Linked DNA regions of Sus scrofa: region 2 is linked to region 1. Evidence: chromatin contacts called from public Hi-C data. All regions are on one chromosome and are shown on one strand. Each heading gives the region's core, a stretch centred on a gene start, on an enhancer-like site or on the middle of the called end of the contact. The rest is flanking DNA. Distances are from core to core; before and after follow the strand shown. Region 1 overlaps LAMA3 (laminin subunit alpha-3). Region 2 overlaps TTC39C (tetratricopeptide repeat protein 39C).

Region 1 (7,808 bases), core at 2,914-5,413:
TCTGCAACCTACACCACAGATAATGGCAACACCAGATCCTTAACCCACTGAATGAGGCCAGGGATCGAACCCACATCCTCATGGATACCAGTCAGGCTTATAACGTGCTGAGCCACAATGGGAACTACAGTGTTTATTTTCCTGCAACCTCTGAGCCTGTTTCCCTCTCAGAGAAATCACAGGATGGGGCAGCTACTCAGGGGCACGATTCGGATGCTCTTTTGACTTGGATAAATCACACTCAATGTCTCATATCTGAGACAACTAGGAGCACCTCACTGAAAATATCCTTCACAAGCAAAGCTCTCTTACAGCCTTCCTTCAACTTGAGGGTACAAACCAGTAGATTACCCTCCTCCACAGCCTTTCAAAGGGAAAGCATCATCCAGTCACCAGTGACCATCTCCAACTACCAAAGCCTGCAGCCAGTCTTTAGGGGTTCTCTGTTAGGTCATGGCCTATCCTGGATAGTCTGAGCTCTTGACTGTACATGAATTTTTTTTTTTTTTTTTTTTTTTTTTTTTTTTTTTTTTTGGCTTTTTAGGGCTATACCTGCAGCATATGGAAGTTCCCAGGCTAGGGGTTAAATCTGAGCTGCAGCTGCCGGCCTACGCCACAGCCACGGCAACACCAGATCGAAGCTGCATCTGCGAGCTACGCCCCAGCTCGCGGCAACACCAGATCATTAATCCACTGAGCGAGGCCAGGGATTGAACCCGCATCCCCTTGGACACTTCTTAACCCCCTGAGCCACAGTAGGAACTCTGCAGTGGCAAATCTTAAGAAACTAAAAATTGCATAGGAGGTGCAACCAGTACTTTGTTGATGCTGACACTCCATGCTCTAATACCACTGTACTCTTATAATCATCATCTTGCATCTGTTGGGTAGGATTCCAGAGTCCTAAAGCCATTTACTCCAGAAGAGAGTTGAAGGATTTTATTGAGTGGTTTTATTAACTTTTCTGAGAATTTCATGAAAGTTAACAGTCCCTCTCCCCAGGAAAATGCATAGAACTTCTGGCATATAACTTAAGGGCTCACAGAACCCCAGAAGCTTATCCCCGGGACCCCGGTGAGGAGCCCTTGTTTCAGGCCAGCTTTAGGGAGCCACGGGCAGGGCTCCACGTAATCCCACTGATGCTGCACCCTGTGTCTTATCGTAACCCTGTGGCATTTGCACCTTGGTGGTGGTACACCAGGCCCCACAATGTAGGGAGCTTTTTTTACACTTTATTATTTTGGGAATGTTTTGGCCTCTTTTTTCAGTCAGCTGCCCTGTGTTAAGCTGTCACACGGGCTCATGAAACCCAAAGGAGTAGTTTGCACCTGCAATGAGATGGTGCCATCCGTGAACAGCATGCTGGAAATTTCCACCATCACAGCTCTGGTTGAGTGATCCAGGGTCAAATCACCCTCTGTGCCCTTGTTTCTATGCTGGATAGCGATGGCCATCATCCTTGCCCTCTGCGTACACATCACTTGGTTGAGGCACCTTCAAACTTCGAGGACCCACCAGACATCTGGTACCCAGGTTTTTTGACACTGCAGTGGGGGCGGGGAGACAGAATGGAATAATCAAGCCCACCAGAGTCTCGGAAGCAGGAAGAATGAATCTTTCCTCCTTCCCCCACTTTTATGGACAAGGCCCTGCTCTTAACCTTGGCTGCCCGTGCATTTGTGGGAGTTGCAGGTAATGAAGTTGGCTTTCTCTTCTGCTTGGTTGCAGAGCCTCCCCCAAAACAGCTTTGTGGGATGCCTGAGGAACTTTCAGTTGGATCTGAAGCCTCTGGAGACCCCTTCTGCAAGCTTGGGGGTGTCTCCCTGCTTGGGTGGCTCTTTGGAGAAAGGCATTTATTTTTCCCAAGAAGGAGGGCATGTCATCCTAGGTAAGGAGCAGTCTGGAAGACCTAGTATCTTTATAGCTTTGGTTCTGAAGAGCTAGCTCCCTTTTCTTGAATTCTGATGTTTTAACTATTTATTTGTTTGTTTACTTATTTATTTATTTTTCTTGTGAAAGCTAACTCTGTGTTCCTGGGGCCCGAGTTTAAGCTCGTCTTCAGCATTCGCCCAAGAAGTCTCACTGGAATCCTCATTCACATTGGAAGTCAACCTGGGGAGCATTTGTGTGTTTATTTGGAGGCAGGGAAGGTGCGTAGCCATCTGATGACCTGGGAGGGGTATGTGAGTTTATATTCGAACCGGATTCCATTCCTGGAGACCATGGTAGGTGAAGTTGTGGTGGAGAGTGGAATCCAATCTTGTATTTAAGAGACGGGACTTGAGGGCTAACGTGCCATTTTCCTTTAACAGGTGGTTTGGTCATCCTGTTTTCTCTTCTTCATCTTTCAAACTGGGCATACTCAAACAAGCTGGGCTGAAGTCCAGCTGCATCACTTAGTTATCTGGCCCTAGGGTTGTAACCTCTTTCACACTCTCTTTATCTTTAAAATGTAGAGAATAATGCACATGTGTAAGGGCTTTTGTCAAGAGAAGAGAAGCTGTCGTATACTCAGTAAAGGTTCATTTTTCTCACCTCCCCTTCATCCTTGTCACATCTCTGTTTTTAGTCACGAGGGCAGTACCAGAATTCGTAGGACAGACCTTCTCATCAGCTGTCTACACCATGTCACACTCATGTCCATGGCCCTGTGTTGGCTGGGTCAGTTTCAAATTCTCCGTATCCTTTTTACCCCACTCACCAGCTTTTCTGGTCCCTGCAGCAAACTGGCCACCAGGTCCCCACCCAGCAGACCTTTTGCTTTCCATGGATTCCTCCTTTGGCCGTGTGCTGCTTCTGCTTCCTCTTTCCCGTGACTCATGGGCCTCCTCAATATCTTCTTTCCAGCCCCACTTTTTATCTCTTTCCTTTCCAAAAAAGTCTCTTTAAAACCACATTCTTCCAGGACGTCTCTCTTAGTTAAGGTCTCGAGGCCAAGATGGATAACGTGCCATTTTCTTTCACCTCCTTCCTTCCGCCGTTTATTAAACATGAGGGAAAACTCTCTGAGCAAAACAAAAGAGACAAAACTCCCAGAACACTTTATATTTAAATTGCTGCTTTAACTCTGAGCAGGCCTCTGCTGGACCAGAGAAGCCAGTTAACGATGCTTCACGGTGGGTTCAGACAAGGCTGGCTTTTCAGGGGAGGGGTTGGGGAGTGTCTCCCATGAAAGCTTCTGAAGAGGAAATAATCCCCCCCAAAACAAAATCAAGACCTGATAACCTTCCTCACAGCAGGGACACTGTTTAGCTTGAAAATTGTCTGAGAAGAGGCTGCATACTCTGGGGACATGCAAATTAAATGGAAATTATTTATCCTCATGCTTATTTTAGTCTTCTCATTTCACTGACCTTAATTTAGCCCTTGGAGAATCCTGGCCCAGAGTGGGAATGTGGGTTTCAACACAATAGCACGTTGAGGGCCTGACCCCTGACATATGCCCAGTACCAATTCAGTCGGTTAGCTTGCTGACTTCCTTGGCTGAGAACCCCCTGATAGTCCCACTTTCATGGAATTACGGTAATTGGCTGCCCCTAGCAGCAGGGTGTAGTCTTCAGGCAACATCTTTGCCTTCCAAATTTTATGGGTCCTTCTAAACAGAACTACTGTCACAGACTAATAACTAAGGCAGATTTTGGATGCTAATCAGTAACCTTTGAGCTGGGTCTGATGGGAGCAGAGTTGAGAATCAGAGAGAAAGACCCTTTACATTTGGCAGCAACTTCAGGCAGGGCCCTAGGGTTGCAGCTCACTTGCCTGGAAGGGATGCAGCAGAGAGATTCTTGCAAAGCCTTGACCTCTGTGTGGGAGGGGGTCCCTATATTTCACGTGCTCCTGGGGGGCCAGGATGCAAGAGCGGGGAAGGGAAGATGGCAGGGGAAGTTGGCTCCATCTGCCTTTCTGAAGGAAATAGAAGAATGTATGTGTGTTGCAGGTCACGGCTTCTGTGAGCAGTGAGGCTGGTGGGATCTTGACATCAGTCACCCCAAAACAGTCTCTGTGTGACGGACAGTGGCATTCAGTGGCAGGTATGACGTCCTGTTGTTCACATACTGAAACAGTCTCCCTTTCCCTGCAGACTTGAATGTCCCCAATGCAGCCTCAGTTCATCCATTTATCAGGGTCTGTCCAGGGTCAGCCCATCTGGTTCACGTGGTAGGAACGTGTCCATTCTCAAGCCCAACCCTAATTAAGCAATCTGTGACTCCTGTTCTCTAGAACACACTGAGTTGGTTTTGTTTTTGTTTTTTTAGCCCAACGAACTGATAAGCTATGTTTGTTTTCATAATATTGTAACTTGGGTTTTAGCTCTGAAGTTAAAAAAGAAAAAAAATAGAGGTCAAATCTCAGTTCCAGGACTTACCTGAGAGAAGACCTTGGGCAAGCTACTTGATGACTCTTTACCTTCAGTTTCCTCATCTGCGCAATGGAGATAAAAATAGTGTACTATTCCCAGAATAGTGAAAATTAATGACAACGCATATAAGGTGCTTAGTGGTGTCCAGTATACACTAAGTGCTCAGTAAATGCTTGCTCTTACCATTGTGAAAGTCCAAATTGTTGGGTTATTTTTTTAACAATCGTTTAATATTAATGCACATAATTTAGACAAACCAGCTGGAGGAGAACAAACTTAGTCTCTCAAACCAGATCTGCTAGGAGTTCCCATCATGGCTCAGCTGAAACAAATCTAACTAGCATCCATGAGGACACAGGTTTGATCCCGGGCCTTGCTCGGTGGGTTAAGGATCTGTCATTGCCATGAGCTATGGTGTAGGTCGAAGATGCAGCTAGGATCTGGTGTTGCTATGGCTGTGGTGTAGGCTAGCAGCTATAGCTCCAATTTGACCCCTATCCTGGGAACTTCCATATGCCACACATGTGGCCCTAAAAAGACCAAAAAAAAAAAAAAAAAATCAGATCTGCTATTTTACAAGTAACTTGTGTATGTTAATTTGGAGGTATGTTAACCTCTACTGGCTTAAAAAAAAAGAGAAAAAAAAAAACCTTTTGTTAAAAAGTAGTCTTTTCTTGGATGATTTAAAAGCTCTCTACATTGCATTTGGTTAAGATTGTTAATGTGGGAGGAATTTTATTTGAAGCATCAAAAGCCACTGTCTTTGGAGTCAGTTTTCAAAAATCAGTGTGTTCTTGGAAGGAACCAGAAATGATGTGAAATACGCACTGGCCTTGGGAGACCAGAGACCAGGGCTTGAATCCCAGCTCATTCAACTTACAACCAAGCCGTCTTGTCAAGCTCTTCAATGCTGGAGAGTCACAGTCTGTTCTTTGGGAAATTCAAGGGATAAATAATCTTCTTCACAGATTTAAGGATTAAATTCCGTAACATCTGCGGAAGCCCATAAACATACCTGGTGTTGAGAAATTAGTTGAATGTGAGTTCCCTTCATGGCTCAGCAGTTAACGAACATGACTAGGATCCTTGAGGATAGGGGTTTGATCCCTGGCCTCGCTCAGTGGGTTAAGGATCTGACGTTGCCATGAGCTGTGGTGTAGCTTGCAGACTTGGCTCAGATCTGGCATTGCTGTGGCTGTGGTGTAGTCTGGCAGCTGTAGCTCTGATTGGACCCCTAGCCTGGGAACTTCCATATGCCACGGGTGTGGCCCTAAAAAGCAAAAAAAGGAAGGAGGGAAGGAAGGAAGGAAGAGAGAGAGAGAGAAAGAAAGAAAGAAAAGGAAAGAAAGAAAGAAAAGAAAGAAATTAGCTGAATGTGTCTAGGTGGATAGAATTCTCGTGAACAGTGCTCCTGCAGGTCTGTAGGAGTGAACTGGAAAGAAGGCAGTGGGAACACGCAGGTGTAGACATTACACAGCGAAGAAGCCTCTCCTTGGGTGATAGACCTGACTTGCCTCCTCTCCCTCCAGTCACCATAAAACAGCACATCGTGCACCTGGAACTAGACTCGGAGCATAGCTACACAGCTGGACGGCACCCCTTCTCACCTGCCCGCACAAAGGAGCACCTGCACATCGGAGATGTCCCAGGTAACTCCTGTGCTGATTTCCCACCCACATCAGCTCTTAACATCTCCATCTTACCCGACAGATGTACTGCCTTAGCCTCTAGGGTGTCATCAGGGCAGCCCTTGGCCGGACAGTGGAGACAGTGAGGCCCTTTTTCCAGCTTATGGGGAACTCCGATTGTCAGCAACAGGCACGTCTCACAGCAGCCCAGGCCACGTGGCTACTGCTGCCTCTTGCCTCAAACCTATAATTTATAAGCCTCTCTTCAGAGGCTGCATGAACTTAGAAACCTAATATCATCAAGAATCAGAAAAGGGCCTGAGAAACTGATCTCTCCCCTTCCGGCACTTAGTTACGGTGAGGTATTAAGTTTTCTGGAACCAGAATGGGGGGGAAATCAGGCAGGATGAGATGGAGTCAACTTCAAGACTGGAATTTTGTCTGGAAAGAGCCTTGTCCAGTCTTCATTGTTTTCTGTCCATCCAGATCATTTGGTTGTTACTTTGATAGGTCTTCCATGATCCATAAAAAGCACTGGAGTTCGGAGTTATTATCTACTGATTTGGGCTGTGGAATCTCCATCTTTGAGGAACTTGAAGAGTAGCCTTGTGGGGGGCTTTATCGGGGGGCTTTATCACAGCAGGGGGTGTGTTGGGGGCCTGCTTAAAGTAGGAGATGATTGGGTGGCCTGAGACCCTGGGTCCCTTTAGCTCTAATAAGACTGCTTCTTAATGGAGTGGCTTCACTTGACAGTATGAATAAGGCATGAACACCTAACCTTTTGTCTTTCAGATAATTTGAAAACCCTGAAGCTTCCTGTGTGGAAGTCCTTTTTTGGCTGCCTGAAGAATATTCAAGTCAACCACGTTCCTATCCCTGTCACGGAAGCCACGCAAGTTCAGGGGACTGTCAGTCTGAATGGCTGTCCTGACCACTAACTCAAACTCATCACCCAGCGAGGACGTTGCCCTTAAACGCGCTGATCACCCCACGCACCTCCCTCTCCCCTCTCAAGGTCATTCTTGATTTCAGACACCATCCGGAGGGGCTTAATAGCAAATCTAACTTTTAATTCCAACCACACACACCCATCATTTTGGCATTCAGTGCCCCATATGTATTTTATATAAAAACCCCGTTTCTTGAAGATGATGAACAAATTGTTACATGCTTTTTGGTAATAGCATGTTCCACTAAAAGTTAAATGTCTTCTAAAGAACGTTATTTTCCACTTCTTAAAAAATAAATATCTTTTAAAGCACTTTAAAAACACATGTTTTTTGGAGTTCCCGTCATGGCACAGTGGTTAACGAATCCGACTAGGAACCATGAGGTTGTGGGTTTGATTCCTGCCCTTGCTCAGTGGGTTAATGATCTGGCGTTGCCATGAGCTGTGGTGTAGGTTGCAGATGCCGCTCGGATCCAGCGTTGCTGAGGCTCTGGCGTAGGCCCACTGCTGCAGCTCCGATTCAACCCCTAGTCTGGAAACCTCCATATGCCGCGGGAATGGCCCAAGAAATAGCAAAAAAAGACAAAAAAAACCCAAACAAACAAAAAACACATGTTTTTACATATGTGAAGAGGTTTTGATTTATGGGATTAAATTAATGCAGTGTACTCTTTATGATGTTTTATTAACATAAAACCATTGGCTTGAGGGTCTTTTTTTTTTTTTTTTTTTTTGCTTTCTAGGGCTGCACCTATGGCATATGGAGGTTCCCAGGCTAGGGGTTGAATTGGAGCTGAAGCTGCCAGCCACAGCCACAGCCACAGCCACTACAGTGCTGGATCTGAGCCGTGTCTGTGACCTACACCACATC
Region 2 (7,808 bases), core at 1,669-4,168, 98 kb after region 1:
TCTATAGGAAGTTTCCATAGGAAGTCAGGATCAAGGGCTGTTATTTTTCCACTGCTGTGTAGAGTGGCTTATTAGTTTGTCAGTAATTGCTGCCTCAAGCTGGAAGAGACAGTGCTCCCAGGCTCCTGCTGCGTCTGCCCTTATGAGGGGAGGAGCCCCGGAGTCTTCACCTGCCCCTAGAAGCCCTCCCGTGCCTTACTGACTGAGCTGATGGCTTCATGCTTCCAGTAAGACTCTTTTGTGGCTTCTTGGCACTGGGCAGTGAATTTCAAGGTCATTTTCTGATAAGATACAAGGCCACATCACAAGCAGTTAATGTAACAAAAGCAAATAGTCAGACACTCCAGTATGAGTACAAAGGTTGCTGCAAACATTGCTCCCTGGGGACTGGTAGACTTCTGGCCTGGGGTTACCAACCACCTGAGCAGATTGGCCCTGAGGCTGGTGGTGGAGCACTGAAGACTCCAGAATCCCTATTCTTCTGGGTGGGCACATGATAAATACAAGTGTGAACAGATGATTGGACCTATTTCAAGCATTCGTAAATTAAAAGTCATAAACTGTGATGATCTGTGTTTTTGGCGTAGTGCTGTCCTTGAGATAAAAAGCTGCCCAGGGGTCACACTTTGAATTGTGTCTGAAAATTAAGAGCCTATCTATGAAATTCTTCACTGCTACCTTCTGATCAAGGAAGTAAGCCCATTTATTTTTCCTAGTGAAAACAGTTTTTATGCGCTCGGGTTGATGGCGATCTCATATCTGGGAATTTTTTTGAACCTGTGGAGGAGGAAGGTCCATCAGATGAAAGTTACAAAGTGTGGATTTAGTGGGATATGGTTGGTTTATTAAGCAGATATGGATTGGGGCCTCTTAGGTGCCAGCTTCTGTCCTGTGGGGTCAGGACAGTGGCACTCAGCAGATATGGGTTTCCCAATCTTGGGGAACTTTGATTTAAAACAAACCAACAATGAGGTAAGTATCAAATAGTAAGCATTCTGCAGAGAATTAAAATACAGAAATGCAGTAGAGAGTGATTAAAGGCTTATTAATATATCATCTAAAAAACCCTAGAGAAGGTAAAAATCAAAGTTGGCAAGAAACACTGAGGTATTCCTATTGGAATCGTTGGCCATCAGGGACCTGCTGTACAGCACAGGGAACTCTACCCAATATTCCGTGATAATCTATGTGGGAAAAGAATCTGAGAGAGTGTATACATATGTGTATATGTATGACTGGGTCACTTTGTTGTATAGCAGTAATTATCACAGCCTTATAAATTAACTATACTTCAATGACACTTAAAAAAGGGAAGAACTGGCATTCCCATCATGGCTTAGTGGTTAACGAACCTGACTAGTATCCATGAGGACTCGGGTTCAATCCCTGGCCTTGCTCAATGGGTTAAGGATCCAGTGTTGCCTTGGGCTGCAGTGTAGGTCACAGATGCAACTTGGATCCCACGTTGCTATGGCTGTGGTGTAGACTGGCAGCTACAACTCTGATTGGACCCCTAGTCTGGGAACCTCCATATGGTGCACGTGAGGCCCTAAAAAGACAAAAAGACAAAAAAAAAAAAAAACCTGCAAAAAATAGTCTCAACAATTAGAAATCATGCCAAGAAAAATTCTTCCACATTTATTTTCCTTGGCCCCCATCTGAGGGAAGAGGGCACTCTTCTCTCTAGACCTGTGATCTAGGGTTTCTCCCTCATCGCTTCTGAGGACCCTTTTCTGCACACAGCAGATGGCCTTTAACCATTTTTGGTGAAGGCCTGGTGCAAGAATGAGGTGCAGAGAAAGTCACTGCTCTGCCCTGCTTTCATGGTATAACAAGAGAGAAATCTTTCAGTCTCTTTAGTCAGTGAGTGGGAACAACTGTATGCTCTTGGGCATGGGCAGCTGGACATGCCATTCTGCATTGTTGCTATAGCATCTTAAGATTAGGATTGAATTCTCCAAGTAGCTCACTGGGATGGTTTTCCATTTCTGAATGGTGTTAAAAAGTAAGATCAGCAGTTTCTGTTGTGGCGCAGTGGGTTAAGAACCGAACTGGTATCCATGAGGATGCAGGTGGGCTTGCTCAGTGGGTTGAGGGTCCGGCATTGCTGTGAGCTGCGGGTAGGTCACAGACTATGCTTGGATCTGGCATTGCTGTGGCTATGGTCTAGACTGGCAGCTGCAGCTCCCTTTGGACCCCTAGCCTGGGAGCTTCCACATGCCATGGATCCAGCCCTAAAAAGACCAAAAAAAAAAAAAAAAAAAAAGTAAGATCAATGTATTTGGAAAACATAATTCATTGAAGAAGAATCTAGTTCATCTTGCCTATCAATAGCACAGGGTACTTAGAGAACTTGAGACAAAGGACAGTAAAAATTGAGCCAACTACTCAGAAACCACAAGTACAAATTAAGTGAGGTCTGCGTTCAGGTGGTCAGCTTCCCTTGACATGGAAACATTTCAAGGCTTTAGGTAATACTGATTTCAGCATGTTTTAGTTTTTAACTCAGCTTTAATTAAACTCTTTAGAGTTTTTTATTTTTTTTTAGCAGGGTAGGGAAGAGTGAGCTAGGTAGAGGGAAGATTTCACTATTCCAAATGAAGAAAAGTTTTAAATAAGAGAATTAGTTCAAATAGCAAGAAAATGTGTAGTTCTCTTTGTCCTACTGGCCTCCTTTCTTCTTTTTCATTTTGAAAGAGATGCATTTAAAATCTTATTTACACTGCTTGTATAGGTAAAACAAAAAGCAATCCCTGAATCATTTATATTTGTTTTGGGGAAAAACAGACTGTTGGGAGGTAAACTCCTGTACCTCTCTTTCCTTCTTTGGGGCTATTTCTCTGTCAGTCTGATGAAAGCGGTGCTCTGGGCCACAGCTGGGGACAGCTCAGCCTCAGCTCGTCACTAAGTGAACAACTCACGCCCACATAAGAGGCTTCAGTTGTTTGGCTGCTGAGTTGCCCCATTATTCTGTTTGGTTGGCTGGATAGTATGTTCTGCTGAGAAACTGTATCAAAGCAACAGCCAAATCACAGGGAATATTTAGAACAAGTAAATTGACTTAAATGATCTACTTTTCTAAGAAGTGTCTAAATGTGGCGAGAATGCCTCCGGTGACATTATTGAAGTGAGATGATCATTAGTGCAGCTTTTCGTTGTGACTGTTTATTCCCTTTGTACACATATTTATAATTGACAAAATCACCTTGAATCTTATTGCCCTCACAAAAATACTCATTTTTTTTATTGCCTATGCATATTGGAATATAGTGTACACAGAGATTTTGTTTTCACGTTAAATTCTGTCAGGCATTTTTCTAGGTTATAATATTCCATCTGGTTATTTTGAGTCATTTTTTTTCGATCGTAGACTCTCTTCCATTTTCAGAAATGTTTCATTGTGGTAAAATATACCTAACATCAAGTTTACCATCTTAATTAACCACTGTTAGTACAATTGTGTGCTCAGTACACTCACATTGGTGTGCATGTCATCTCCAGAACTCTTCATTGCAAACCTGAAATTCTCTATCCCTTAATCCTCATTCTCTCCTTCCTCCAGCCCCTGATACCCTCCTTTTGACTCCCTTGTCTCTAGATTTGACAGCTCTGGGTACCTCACATGGAATCACACAGTCCTTTTCTTTATGGAACTGGCTATTTCACTTAGTATAATGTCCTCAGGGGTCATTCATGCTGCAGCATGTGTCAGAATTTCCTTCCTTTTTAAGGGCAAATAACATCCATTGTTTATATGTACCATCTTTTGTTTATCCGCTCATCCATCTATCGACACGTGGGTTGCTTCCACCGTTTGGTTACTGTGAATAATGCTACTCAATTTTTTAATTAATTATTTTATTTATTTTTTGCCTTTTAATTTAGGGCTGCACCTGCTGCATATGGACGTTCCCAAGGCTAGGGGTCGAATCAGAGCTATAGCTGCCGGCCTACGCCACAGCCACAGCAGCAATGGGATCTGAGCCACATCTGCAACCTACACCACAGCTTATGGCAATGCTGGATCCCCAACCCACTGAGCAAGGCCAGGGATCGAACTCGCATCCTCATGGATACTAGTTGGATTCGTTTCCACTGTGCAGCGGGAACTCCCAAGGCTGCTAAAATATGGGCGTACAAACATCTATTTGAGTTCTTGATTTTAGTTCTTCTGGGTATATCCTCATAGGTAGAATTTCTGGATCATGTGGTAATTCTATTTCTCTTTTTTTGAGGAAATGCCAAACTGTTTTCCACAGTGGCTGCACAATTTTACATTCCTACCAGCAGTGCACAAGCGTTCTCCTTCTAACACGTGTTGCCAGTACTTGTTATTTTCTGCTATTTTGATAGTATCTATGCTGATAGGTATCATGTGGCGTCTCGTGGCTTTGGTTTGCATTTTCCTAGTCTTTGGTGATGTTGAGATCTTTTCATGTGCTAGTTGGCTACTTGTATATCTTCTTTGGATATATTCAGGTCTTTTACACTTTTCAATCAGGTAGTTATTGAGTTGTAGGAGTTCTTTATATAGTCTGGACATTAACCCTTTGCCAGATACGATTTACAATGTTTTCACCCATTTCCATAGGTTGCCTTCTCACTTTGCTGATTGTGATTCTTGAATTCAAGTATTTTGTTTGCAGTAGTCTGTTTCATCTTTGTTTACTTTTGTTGCCTCTGCTTTGGTGTCATATCAAAGAAATCATTGCCAAATCCAGTGTCATGAAGCTTTTCTCTAGATAGATAGACAATTTTTTTTTTTTTTTAACCCCAGATTTTCCCTATTCTGGACAGTGTTGCAGTGATCACCTTCACGGACTGAGCTTTTTTCTTCGGTCGGCATTATTTTACTCTTGGAAAGATAAGTGAAATATACTCAGTAAGTTTCGTCCCCTTAACGCCCATTTTTGGAGATACTAGGCAGACCAGAGGATATCACTTGTCCTATCAGGAAAAGTGTTTCTGGAGGAATGGTGCCTGGTGTCTTAGCATTCAATGGTGCCTTGATTGATCATTGTATGAAGTTGACCCCTGTAGTCCTCTGGTACTGTGATTTTTAAAACAGCGTGGGTCACAGAAAATGCCCTTTTAAGAGCAGTCGGAGACGGGGCGGGGCGGGGCAGGGCGGGGGTTGAATCCATGTGGTTATTTCTTCAGTCTCCACATTTGAGATCTCAAGGCTGTAGTGAGACAGGGATGACTGCCATGGGCCGATGAGGTTCAGATGGCCCCAGATTTCCTTAGTAATACACCAAGTCCAGTCCCCCCACACATTTGAAGGGGAGAAAAGTCATTTTGGAGAATTCTTTAAGAATGCAACATTTTATGAATATAGAACATTGCAGAAAAATCCAGAGCTTAAACAGCTCTAGCCGTTTGCCACTCTGGGGGATAAAATACATTTGAAGAAGCATATTCTGTGAGAGACTGTCTTGTAATTATGTCCATTTAATGGAAAAATATTCCTGTGAGAATCAAATGTGTACATTCCCTCCCACTGTATTTTAAGAAACAAAATCTTCATCAGTTCAATTTTCAATCTGCTGGAGAAACTTTTTTACATTTCCATGGCAATGTTTGTAAATTTAGAAACAGACCATCCCTGCTTCTTTGTATTTTCAATAATTTTCCTACCATTGGGAGATTCTTGATACAGAGAGATCATTTTAAGCCATTTAATTACTGATGGTTCATATTCAAAAAGCAAACTACGGTAGTGATCATTAGAATCTTTCTCATCAGAGGATTCCAAAAGACATCATCTTTGGGTAGCATTTTTACGTTTAAATTTTTGTTTTGAAAAATATCCTGTATTTTCCAAAGTACATGAAATAGTTTAATCAATTCCTATGTTCTAACCAACCAGCTTTAATCAAGTCATGGGAAATCTTGTTTTATTTACTTCTGCTCACTTTTTTTTTTTTTTTTTTGTCTTTATGGGGCTGTACCTACGGCATATGGAGGTTCCCAGGCTACGGGTTGAATTTGAGCTGTAGCTGCTGGCCTACACCACAGACACAGCAACACAGGATCTGAGCTGTGTCTGCAACCTACACCACAGCTCAGGCAATGCCAGATCCTTAACCCACTGAGCAAGGCCAGGGATCAAACCCGTGTCCTCATGGATACTAGTCTGGTTGGTTAACCACTGAGCCATGATGGGAACTCCTCTTTTCCCCTTTTTACCAGTTTCCAAAATAAGGAATTGGTTCTCTAAGATCCACCATGTGTTGTTGTTTTTAACTAAAAAGTATTACTAACTTAGGGTTTAACCTCATTGGATATTTCAGTCTATTGCTGTTTGTACCCTTAATTATGATCAAATTGTTTCATCTTTGCCTTGAACCTCTTTACAGCTCTAATGTAGTCTTTAAACCTCCTTGTTTCTGCTATAACAAAATGTACCAGGCTTTTGAAAGTTTCTTGTCCTTGAGCTTGAGCTTTGAATTGAGGAGCTATGGTCTCTTTCACTTAATGTATTTGGAGAGGGTGCCAGATCATGCTGAATGCTACTGGGTGGTGATTGTTTCTAGGCTTTTAATTAACTTCATCCTTTTTCCTATCACAAAATCCTTGGTCTCAGCAAATACCAACGTACTTACACATAGCTGTATCATAAACTACACGCCCAGCAGCTGTAGTACCAACCTGACTGGTAAAAATATGATTACTGAAAAGAAATTTTTTGAAATATTTTGGGGTCTGTTTTTAAGGGTGTATTGTAATAGGGATGTGCAGTTAGATCATGCCATTTTAAAGTCACTTGGAATAGTTATGTACTCTGTGGTTATTTTGCCATTGGGATTTGCATTCAGATACATTTGGAGTTTGCGCTGTGGCTCAGTGGTTAATGAACCCGACTAGTAGTACCCTTGAGGATGCAGGTTTGATCCCTGGCCCCGCTCAGTGAGTCAGAGATCTGCCATGAGCTGTGGTGTAAGTCACAGATGTGGCTCGGATCCAGTGTTGGATGTGGCTGTGGAGTAGACCAGCAGTTACATCTCTGATTCAACCCCCAGCCTGGGAACCTCCATGTGCTGCGAGTGCAGCCCTAAAAAGACTAAAAAAAATTTTTTTTTAATTTAGTTTATGTTCGATCTTTAGGGATTGCATTATTATAAAATGATATTGTGATATACAGTATTTTCATGGTTCCAAAGTCAGATCTACAAAACAAGAGGTATATACAAAGAAGATTCATTCCTATCCTTGTTTCTTCTTTCCTTTCCCTCACTTTGTAAGCATCCATTTAGAAACATGATAGAGGAGTTCCTGCTGTGGTGCAGTGGGTTAAGGACCCAGCTGCAGCAGCTCAGGTCACTGTGGAGGTGCTGCTTGATTGCTGGCCTGGTGTTGCTGTGGCTGTGGCACAGGTTGTGTCTATGGCTTGAATTTGATCCCTGGCCAGGAAACTTGCATATACTGTGGGAGTGGCCAAAACAAAAAACATGATTGTTTACTTACCTTTTTTTTACCCCCATCAGCTTGGATGTGTATGACTTTATATCCCCCCTTCTTTTAAGTCAGTGAGGTTTTCACTGTGTCATGTAGTTCACTTGCCCCCAACCGCCTTTCTCATGTATCTTTTGGTGTTTAGAAAGGTTTGTACTTTGGTTCTAATACTTAACCTTTATGCTCAACTTTTGCATAAGATGTCGCTCTGCTCCTATGTCGTCACTGTTTACTCTTCCCAGGATGAGCATGCTGACATGGCTCGGAGCCTCTTCTCCCACAGCGTCAGTGTTGAAGTATTGATTCTTAGCCTCTTGGGAAACATTTCCAAATTTCCAAATTGAGTAAGTTGG

What was found. A called contact is a pair of places that touch in the nucleus more often than the background predicts.
Region 2: a contact with region 1 is called in a Hi-C map of liver, with 2.1 times the contacts expected there. The contact joins two enhancer-like sites. A contact is called at or near these places in 5 of 47 Hi-C or Micro-C datasets (liver and skeletal muscle).

Annotation. Positions count from the first base shown.
Region 1 is chr6:108,798,443-108,806,250 of Sscrofa11.1, forward strand. LAMA3 (laminin subunit alpha-3) reads left to right here. Exons shown (of 75, transcript XM_003482042.4): 71 at 1,729-1,888; 72 at 2,020-2,150; 73 at 3,938-4,031; 74 at 5,890-6,009; 75 at 6,781-7,258. The coding sequence ends at 6,926. Among named protein-coding and RNA genes, the nearest start is that of TTC39C, 57 kb to the right of the region's middle. Within about 2 kb of position 4,164, at least 1 of the 83 cell types and tissues checked has an H3K27ac peak or open chromatin away from gene starts, as enhancers often do. A contact at or near this core is called in liver, where this site is marked.
Region 2 is chr6:108,897,258-108,905,065 of Sscrofa11.1, forward strand. All of the region lies in intron 1 of TTC39C (tetratricopeptide repeat protein 39C), which reads left to right. Among named protein-coding and RNA genes, the nearest start is that of TTC39C, 41 kb to the left of the region's middle. Within about 2 kb of position 2,919, at least 11 of the 83 cell types and tissues checked have an H3K27ac peak or open chromatin away from gene starts, as enhancers often do. A contact at or near this core is called in liver, where this site is marked.